Linked DNA regions of Ostrinia nubilalis: region 2 is linked to region 1. The links are chromatin contacts, called in public Hi-C maps. All regions are on one chromosome and are shown on one strand. The core of a region is the stretch at or near the end of the contact, and the rest is flanking DNA. Distances in the headings are between cores, read along the strand shown.

Region 1 (5,213 bases), core at 1,600-4,099:
CGGTTGCTGCATCATTAAAAATGTAACAGTTAGCCGCGGGTAGGTGTTTAACCCACGGTAACTCTTGTAAATTTTTTAAATTTCAGTCCAACACTTGATTTATTTATCTGAGTTTGTATAGAATAATAGAACTCGCGAACAAATGTAGGATATATTAAACCATTTTCGTGAGTTTCTTGATTGACATCAAGGCAAGAAACACTATAATGTGCAAAAGTAATTAATTTGGAGTTTATTGTACATTTTGAGGTCAAATTACCAAATTTTAACCCATAGAACAATATATTTGGATTTTGATCAAAGAACTCATTAAAAGTACCTCTTGATTCATATTATATTTTCATAACAAATTATCTCCTGTAAGAAATTGCTAAATTAATTTGCCCACTGATTGGTAGTTGGCCACACACATGGCCAAGGAAATCACTACATTAAAATAATTCTGAATATTCCTTTGAAAGTATTTCATTTCACTGTTTCCATGCCATATAATGAATGGGAGACATGACTATGAAAGAATATAGACATAGTTCTTAGGTCACATTTAAAACTATGTACTTAGTTCATGACATTTCTTAATATTGACTCGGTAAAATATTGTTACTTATTTTTATGTATACAATACTCAAATATTAATATTAAGTTGTCAATCCAGAAACACACTTTTTTATCAGATTATTTTGTTTATTTATCTTTTAAATTTAAATACCAGGTATAAAATTAGGAAAAAAGCAAGCAAGGTGAACATTTGTGAGAAATATTTACCTATTGTATTTAAGTCAGCTACCGCAAAGCAAGGGTAATTAATAATAAGATACAATAGGAAAAATCTAAAGTATGAGTTTTGGAAAAAACATCTTAGTCAGAAATTGTCAATGAGTACAGAACAAAACAGTGTTTGCAACAATTTAAATAATCATGTCAAATATTTTTTACTAGGACAGTCTAGTTAAATATTTTATAATGTCTTTTTTTATAATTTATAAATTTATTAGAAAAAAGACAGTGTAAAAAATATTGTAAAACTATGTTTAAATAAACAAATAATACTAATACTTGAATAGATAATACAATATTTAAAAAAAAGAATATAAAAGTTAAATAAAGTTACACTGGTATCATCTTAAAAAGTATTATTGTACTATTTATTTACTATATAGTTTTTGTTTGTTAAGTAAAACTTAATAAAATTTGAACCCTTAATAAAATTATGCTAATGAAGTCATAATTTTATCATCAATAGGTAGTGTGATGGAAACTTAGTACCTAAACATATTATCATTAGAATTCATGTTTAAATTCACATTAATGCTACAGATTTATGTAATACTCATTAATATTAACCAATTTGGATTATCCTAGTACAGAGTTTTTCAACCTTTTTCATGACACGACCCCCCTAGCATGAAAAAATATTTTGCGACCCCCTACCGCTCGCCTTTTTTTTCTTGCATTTAAAATGTTACAAAGATGTTGTGGGAACTGAGTATTTCAATCCATAAAACATTTTTATGATTATATTAGATTTTGGATAAACCTATCTTTATAAGTAATGTTTTTTTACTGAGGTAGATTTTATGACCTCACGCGACCCCCCTATAGAGGCTTGGCGACCCCCAGGGGGTTGCGACCCACAGGTTGAAAAACACTGTCCTAGTAGGTCACTGGGTCTCTGGTGCACACATTTTAATATCGAGTGTATGACAATAATAAATTTGTGAAACCAACATAGCCAAATTATTATAATACCTATCTGGTTTATAACCAAAGCCTTAAATATATTTAGTGGAAATGAATTTTAGAAAATGCTTTAAGTATGTAAATTTGTTATAACAAAGCATTTTTGACACAAAGAATATTTTGAAGTTTATATCTTATTGGTTATTTGCTATGAACTTTGGTTGAATATTATCTGAGCATTATGGTGATTGGTGGTCTGATCAAGTATGTGGGGATTACTTATGATATAGATAATATGTTTTTTAGCAATAAAGCTCCCATTAAATTACGTCATATTAAAGTAACCTCAAAATAATAGGAATAATCATTAGGTACCTATGAAGAAATTGAGGAAATCCCTTACAATTGGCTCATGGGAACAAGAATATAGTGGACTTCTTATTACACCGAACGCGTTTCAATCATTACGTTTTGGACGCATCGCGTTCAAATTCTTACAATTTTGACGTGATAGCTGTCACAATGCCAGGCCTATGTGGCAGAAATGAAGCACAGGCTGTGGCCATTTTTGAAACGCTATAGACGTAAATGTAGCCGATATTGATTTACCCCGAAATTGTTAGAAATAACTAACATAAATGCTCATTTGTGGCAGTTTGCAGCCATGTTTAAAATTGTCAGTAACGAAATACGTCACAGGCGCAAAGAAATCACGATGGCCGACAAAAGAATGGTTAGGTGGTACTTACTGCTAATTTTTACGCCTCCAAGAGGTGGTTTCGGTGGTTGATTATCGAATGTCTTTCGAACGGATTTGCTGCCCTCGGCGAATGACGTGGTCCTAGGGCGTCCGCTCATTATTAAACTTATAAAATAAACGGCTTTAGAATCCTGAACTTCATAGATACTTCACATTTCTCGTTACCACCCTTGCACACGCACTGAACTCTCTCACTTTACCGACGGTATAAATTAAGTCAGGGCTATAATAGTCAAAACAATATCACTAAGATACAATTAAAATCAAAATAAGATTATCCTTTCAAGCTTTTACAATATCATTTTCTTAAAATTTCAAAATTTACATCACTAAAGTGAACGACAGATTTTAGTTTCTTCGTCTTCCTTCTTGACTTGCACTCGCTCACTCGTTCGGCTATGTCCGGAACCCATTCGGACGTTCGATCACTCCCCGAACATGACGTCACATAACGATGTGTGCTGCCATCTACAATAAAATGATTAAAAACTTTCGTTGAATTAAAAATATCGGTAAAACAGCACACAGCTAGTTTTACACTTACAAAATATAGATTAAAAACGAAGCTTAGGCGTTGTACCCAAAGAAAACATTTTTGAACAGTTTATTTTTTTTAAGTAAAATGGGTGATTTCCAAATATAAGTATTATTTAATTACTATACATTAATTTATTGTTATTACCAAAATTTCATTAGCGAAAAGAAAATGAAGCTAAACTTTCCATACGACAGAGCCATCTGTCGGGGAGGGGCTTAAACCTATTTATTTGTTGAATTAAATGTTTTGTAATAAAATGTAATAAATGGCACGTCATAAATTGGTCGTAGCAATGTGATTACGCCCAAATTTTAAACTGTTGTAAGTATACACGCATCCAATAAATAACATTCTTTAATAACTCTGCAGTGAACCGCCAATCAGCGCCAGCTCTCACGATGCGACGCAAACCAAACGATCCATCGTTCATTCGTATTAATTAATGCGCCGCCTGTTTTTGTGACGCAGTTGCGCTCTTTTATGCTCTTTGCAGTTGCGCGTGCGCCGCCGGCGTGATAGGCGTGCGCTTCATCTAGTGATTGAGAATTGTTTGATAATGTGATTTTCAAAATATTTTGCGCAAGTCAGAGGTCAGAATAGCCTCAGCGCAATCAATCTACAAAATGGAGTGTTACACGTCGGACAGCTGCGACAGTGATAGCAGAGAACAAAAAACTCTCGATTTATCTTGCCAGTTATTGGAGTCTATCGCCTTATCGGCTGAGCTAAGAGGCATTGTTGATGAAAAGGACTGTGCAAAAAGTTACGAGATAATTCTGCTCTACAACAACAGAATAAAGACTCTACCAGACACACTAAACAGGTTTTGCAACTTGAAGATATTGGATGTGAGCAATAATAGGCTTACAAGTTTACCTGATGTGCTCAAGAATTGTCCACTCACTACACTCATAGCAAAACACAATCAGCTGACAAATGATTCGTTACCAAAAAGCTTTTACTCCGCTAGAACTACATTAAAGGAACTTAACTTGAGTGGAAATCAACTAAATGTCTTCCCAGAACAAGTGTTAGAATTATGTTCGCTTAAGTATCTCTATCTTGGGGGCAACAACATAGTCAATATACCAAAGGATATATGGAAATTAAACAGGTAGGTATTGTTTAAGACAGTGTTAATATAACGAAACGATGTTCCGTATAATATTTTTGATCTGCACAATTTCTTAAGTAAACATTCATGTTTTACTTCTTTGTTCTCGGACTGATATCTTTCATGTTATATAAATACTTGGTAAAACACCCGAATGTGCATTGTACTTAGAGCGTAATAAAATTGCCTTATTAATGTGTAAGGTATCCTATTGGAAAACTGGAATCACCAATTCCTTTAACTACCTTCGTCATTTCTCAATCAACAGGAAGGAACTTTGAACATTATCACTTAACTCAGTATAAAGTCACCTGTGTACATTATACAGCATCCATGTAATTAAATGGCAATGACTTACGTGTCACTTCTAAGGTTGATTAAACTTTAACAATAGTTTTTGAAGTCTATTAAAGGATTGATAAAAGTCACATTTTACCACTCTTGCTTGTTCATAAAGTGACTCCTCTTAATGCACATTTATTTATTGTAGCTATTACCTACAGTACAAATTAAGTTAGCTCCACCGGAATGTGTACCTTACCTACTACAACGTTATCTGCTTGAAATAAAGTTCTTGTTAAAAGTGTTATTAACATTCCTGTGCAGTTGTCAATTCTACCGGGAGTTTTTCTGGACATATTATTCCCATGACTATTGCCGGATACATCCAGTTGCCTTGATTATACTCTGAAAATGACTTTAATTAAAATTATGCACATTGCTTCTTTACCACTAGATTATAATTATAATTTAGTTAATAGCTATAATAGCTTCTTTCTTTAGTTTACAGATTCTTTCAGTTGGAGGTAACCAAATAGTAGATGTTCCGGATTCAGTTGGAAGACTAAGAACCCTGCAAGCACTGGTTTTAAGTGACAACCTCATAGAACAACTACCTGCTAGTATCGCGAACTTGAAACAATTGCGTTCCTTGCTATTGCACAAAAACCGCCTAAAGACTCTTCCTACTCAAATAATCAAATTAACTTGCCTCACAGAGGTAAGTCGCTGTACCTTCATTATCATAGTTAACATAACAACACTATCACCACCACCACGTTCTCTTGACATAAATTCACTAACGACAATATGGTATTGAGCTTGGGCCTAATCTATTTGAG
Region 2 (5,213 bases), core at 1,646-4,145, 850 kb before region 1:
GCAAACTCAGCACGTGCCATACGAAATGATTTCCTGGCAAAATATTTGCCAGATGTATACCTGCTCCAAAATGTTCACACACACTTTTTCTAGAAGACTAGACTAGACTTTCAAAATTTATAACAATTTTTTTTATAATGACCTGCCATCTTTCTCCAAATGCATTGTCTCAAATTCTAATTTTGAAGTTAAAAGATGTGCTAGAAATAGTTGAAATAGGCACATCTTTTTTTGTGTAACAAGAATATCCTCCACACAATATTTATTAGTACCTACCGGTTTAACATATTTACATAAATTATCACATTTATTATAATATGAAAATCGATACCTTTTATTACCAAACAAATAATAATTAATATTAATAGTGAAGAATACATTAGCGAAACCCTATTACCTACTTTGTTTTGTACGATATGTTAATGTTCATCACAGAGCTATTAAACATTACCAAGGGAACAAGATTCCTTTACATTCAGTACACACAAAATGAGTTAACTTTGGATTTGTATTAGTAATTTACCGCCTTTTGTTTTGTCTTTTACATTGTGGACAGAGGTGATTAGGTTATTGATGGCACTGCATATTATGCTCTCTCTATGAAGCTTATAAACAAGAAAACATTCCATCGACACATCAAAGACGCACTCAATCAGAGAGTGACGAAGGCCGAGGGCGTTCGTTGTGTTATTTTGGTGCATTCATTCAATGTAGCGTCCTCGTATACTTTCTGTTATGCGTCATCACTACTGAATTTCCCAAACAATCAACAATGGTTTTAATCTTCGTAATGTTTTAGCTTCAAAACGCACAAAGTTTTCCTATAAAAAATAATCACAGCATTCAGGTGCTAGAAAGTCGTCCATCCAAACGCACGCAGTGAGTCACTTGCGACGACGCCACAGTATTCGGCCAATGACCCACTTCGTTGCCGTAGGTAGACTACAGCTAACAGTAACAAACAGTAGTAATAAAACCATTTAATATGTTGTAATAATCATAATGTTAATATTGTGCCGCCTTGCTAAGGTTCTAACTAACAAGTTGAGATAGCTACATACAATTTTGAGTGAAGAGTTAACAGTTAAACAGCAATAAGTGTAAGATGGCAGTAGGTACATATGTATATTCCGCAAGATGATACGTAGATAACTATTGTAGAGTCCATTCTAATCTTAATTGAATGCAGGTTGTCTGGTGGATTCAGCTCCTAGTTCATTTTCAGATAATCTATTTAAAAGTAGGTCATACTTACCCATTACCTACACATCAGCCACGTAACGCACAGCACGCCACAGTAAGTACAAATAGAAAAATGACCTTTACAGAGACGTTTCGCGACTCTACAGTTCTTTTTAGTGTAGATCCCTATCTAATGCGCAGGAGTGTTATTATAATCATAGACACTTTATAAAATACTTTTTAGAACGGAGACAGTCTCATTTAAAGTGGGTATAAATGAAATAAATATATCTCAAAAAATCCTATACTATGTAGGACTATATTTAGGTACTTTTAGATTTTTTCGACTGCCTTCAGGGCTTCTGTCGTTAATTTGAATGATAATAATTTTATTTTAGTGCAGATATCCCAGGCAAGTGTTTAGGTCTTTAAAATCTCATTTATCACGTGTTGACTGTCGTTATCTCGAATGGCCCCATTGTTTGGAATGTGGTAAACTGGTAATTTACACCTGCTTGCAGCAACGTAAGATACCATAAGGTAACATAAAGTATTTATCAAATTGTTTAACTCTATCAGCTCATGTTGTAATGTGTTTTACCCTTAACTGGATTCGTATAATATACCCGGGTAGATTAAAATAAGGAATTCCTTGATTCAAAAACTTTTGTGTAGGTGTTTCTTTCTTCGAATTCCCAAAATATAGTTGGGTGTAGGCACTTCTTAAGTTATGAATTCCTATTAGACTCTGATAAGACTCTGAAGTCTGGTTGATTAAATTCACTCTTTGGTGCGTTGATAACGTTTGGTGTTTAATGTAGGTAATAATAATATTCTAAATTATTAAGTTAGTAACATTATGAATACATAGTAGGTATTATTAACATATTTGGATATAATATTACATGGGGTCAAAAGAAAGACTAAAAACTTGTAGGGAGAGTGATGTGGTTTATTAAAAATATTTCGCGGTGAACATAATATGTATATTTTTGTAGCCTTACCTCAGTCTTCGTTATTCGATGTCGTGCTAATTTAACAACAGCAAAATTTCCCTTGCCAATGGTCCTCTCGATGTCATAAAAACCCACCCTAATGGGGGTTTTCGCAGGACGTTCCCGATCCGCCATTGTAGATGTTTATTCACCAACTTAAATAGATTCTTTGCATTACACTGAATCTGAAAATCTTGAAACTATGTCACAATGTACGGACACATTATGTTCATCCATTAGTGGTTAACACTACTCACACTGGCGTATTGGTTAGGTGTACTATTTATTGCATCAGGGTCTACAGTTTCATGGATTTAAAAATCAAATTTTCATCACTAACCCGTTTTTTAATAAGTACACTGTTATTTTCATTTACCAAAGAGACGTCTTGCATTTATTCATTAGTAAATAACGTATCAAAGGTCCGCGTTTTATGTTGTTTCGAATAACAAAAGTTAAATATTGTTTAAATAAGTTTACGTGCACACCTAATAATCTTGATTAAAGCAGAACTTGCTATTGTACACAAGAAATATTTACAATGAGTAGAAAATCGCGCAGAGGCGGCGTGCGCGTATAATACGATAAGGGCACCACGTCACACCGCCGCCTCACCGGCTGTCAACCGGGTACTGAACTCGAGTCCGAGAGCCGAGTCGATCGCGTCGAGTACGTCTTCAAACTCTACAAAGCGAACACACTAGGTACCTGCGAGCTACGACACGCGCGCGCTTTCAGCAGCCCGCCATGTTTCTCCTGGCCGTGACGTCAGCAACACGATAAGAATATCATACATTTATCAAATACAGCGGTAGCTTGCATACATTATAGCTATTTGTACACAATAACGTAGTATTCAACTAATACGTATAAAATAACAGATTTAAGCAGTTAAATTAATTTACAAATAGATCAAATAAGTGAAAAAAAAATTGTATTAAAGTAAAAAAACGCTCTATAAATATCTAAAAATAAACAAGTCTCACAACATAATCTGAGGTTCTGACTCTGAAGTAGTTTATCCTAAACGGAAGTAGAATAGTAGTTACAAACAGTGGGACTACTCAACAATAGATGGCGCTTATTAACAATAAAATAAGGTTACCACAGTACCACACTTTTTGCACACATTGCATGAATTTTGAATTAGTCACCGTCCATGACATCGAAATTCGTCGAATTTTCTCTGTGGCAGAACCAGAACTGAGGACAGAACTTACATTTGAGATTTAATCCAATTTGAGCGAAGAGAATTTATTTTCATTTACATTTTTTTTGTACAGAAACTTTCATGTTCTTTCACGAATCTCTAATATATCATCAACAGTAATATATATTTTTAACAATTTTAAATATACATTAAGACGTAATACAGAATTTTTCATAAAAACAATCAACTTTTCCAAACAACAAATCATGGAATGCATGACGATCATGACCATAGATGACGATTAATGATGATTGAAAAACTTAGCTAAAGCACAATACCCAAAGCTACGATGAACAATAAAAAAAAACATATTCGACAAAGTCAAATGTCATTTTTCCAAGTGGTAACTCGCCTCGCAATCGCATTTTTTCCAATGTGATTGTGGAAGGCGAACTAATTGCAAATTTCTAATATTTTCAAGAACTATTTTTTCATATTCTTGTTTCTATTTCACTGTTTTAACAATCCTTTTCAATTTATAACCTAAGAAACGTACATTTAATTTGGTACATTGGATCGTCTTGCTACCAAAGTTTACACTGTACTTGGCAAGATGTCGGTGATACTCTTCTGCAATTTTGACAAGGAAAGAATGTATGTATCATCGTAAAAGCTTTTATTGGATTTTATATGAGCTTATAATCGTGTGAATGTGTAAATAAAATAGGTAGAAATACGCCAATATGCATCAAGTCGCGGATGGTAATGTACAAAGCATCAAATGCAGTCAGATGAATGCGAATGCGAAAAGCAAGAGCAAAAAGGCCAAAGATCCTTCTGAAACGACTGACGATATAAGTATATTGGATCAAGAGAAGCTAAAAGAAGTTTTAGCTAATACTCTTCATATTAACAATTTGAATAATAGTAACCTAACTAATGGAACAAGTGATCACTTGAATAAAAATGATGTCTCGAACAGTTCGAGTGTGATTCAAGCTCAAGACGATGTAGTAAGTGATCTTTCGAAAGATGTAAATAGTGTACAGTGTAGTGATGCTGCCAGTGGGCAGACTGAGGAACCTGCTTCTGTCAGGCACCCTTCAGACACCTTAGAAAGCATGGAAGACAGTGCCGACACGCATGACGAAGCTCCAAGAGAAGAAATCGAAATAATATCGTACGAGTCGGAGCTTCAAATGCCAGAGATTATGCGACTTATACAAAAAGATTTATCAGAACCTTACTCTATCTATACCTATAGATACTTTATTCATAATTGGCCTAAACTTTGCTTCTTAGCGACTCATGAAGGGACTTGCATAGGTGCCATTGTTTGTAAGTTAGATATGCATCGCAATGTTGTCAAGAGAGGCTATATTGCCATGTTGGCGGTGGATGAGAAGTACAGGAAGAAAAAGATTGGATCTAGGCTAGTTCGGAAAGCAATACAGGTAATACTTTTCTCATTTTTTATACAATAAGTTACCTTTTGTATAGTTGACAGCTGTTAATATTGGTTTTAATTGTATACTAATATTAGTTTTCAATTTCAGGCAATGATAAATGACAATGCAGACGAAGTGGTCTTAGAAACTGAAATCACAAATAAACCAGCTCTCAAGTTATATGAAAATTTGGGCTTTGTACGGGACAAACGCTTATTTCGATATTATCTCAATGGTGTAGATGCATTGCGATTAAAGTTGTGGTTAAGGTGAAATAAGTAGGTAACTAATGGGAAATTCTCAATGTTGTGTTATTATACTTGTGGAGGCTTACTAGTCTCAAGCATATTTTACATATAAGTGATCCCTACTGTTGTTATATGGTGTAACCTTCTATTGCCATGAGGATTTTAGCCAAATGTATAGTTTTGTTTCAAT

The links. Hi-C and Micro-C count contacts between places; a contact is called where the count stands out from the background.
Region 2: a Hi-C map of whole body shows a contact between it and region 1, with 10 times the contacts expected there. The contact joins the promoter of LOC135078093 here to the promoter of LOC135078077 in region 1. A contact is called at or near these places in 3 of 5 Hi-C or Micro-C datasets (all in whole body).

What each region holds. Positions count from the first base shown.
Region 1 is chr14:7,647,355-7,652,567 of ilOstNubi1.1, reverse strand. It overlaps LOC135078077 (glycogen synthase kinase-3 beta), which reads right to left and starts at 2,849. Exons shown (of 11, transcript XM_063972641.1): 1 at 2,430-2,849. The coding sequence starts at 2,538. It overlaps LOC135078079 (leucine-rich repeat-containing protein 58), which reads left to right and starts at 3,472. Exons shown (of 4, transcript XM_063972645.1): 1 at 3,472-4,092; 2 at 4,876-5,092. The coding sequence starts at 3,602.
Region 2 is chr14:8,495,259-8,500,471 of ilOstNubi1.1, reverse strand. It overlaps LOC135078093 (serine/threonine-protein kinase SIK2-like), which reads right to left and starts at 2,895. Exons shown (of 9, transcript XM_063972665.1): 1 at 2,187-2,895. The coding sequence starts at 2,312. LOC135078092 (N-alpha-acetyltransferase 30-like) reads left to right here and starts at 3,717. Exons shown (of 2, transcript XM_063972664.1): 1 at 3,717-4,781; 2 at 4,884-5,213. The coding sequence starts at 4,071. The coding sequence ends at 5,048.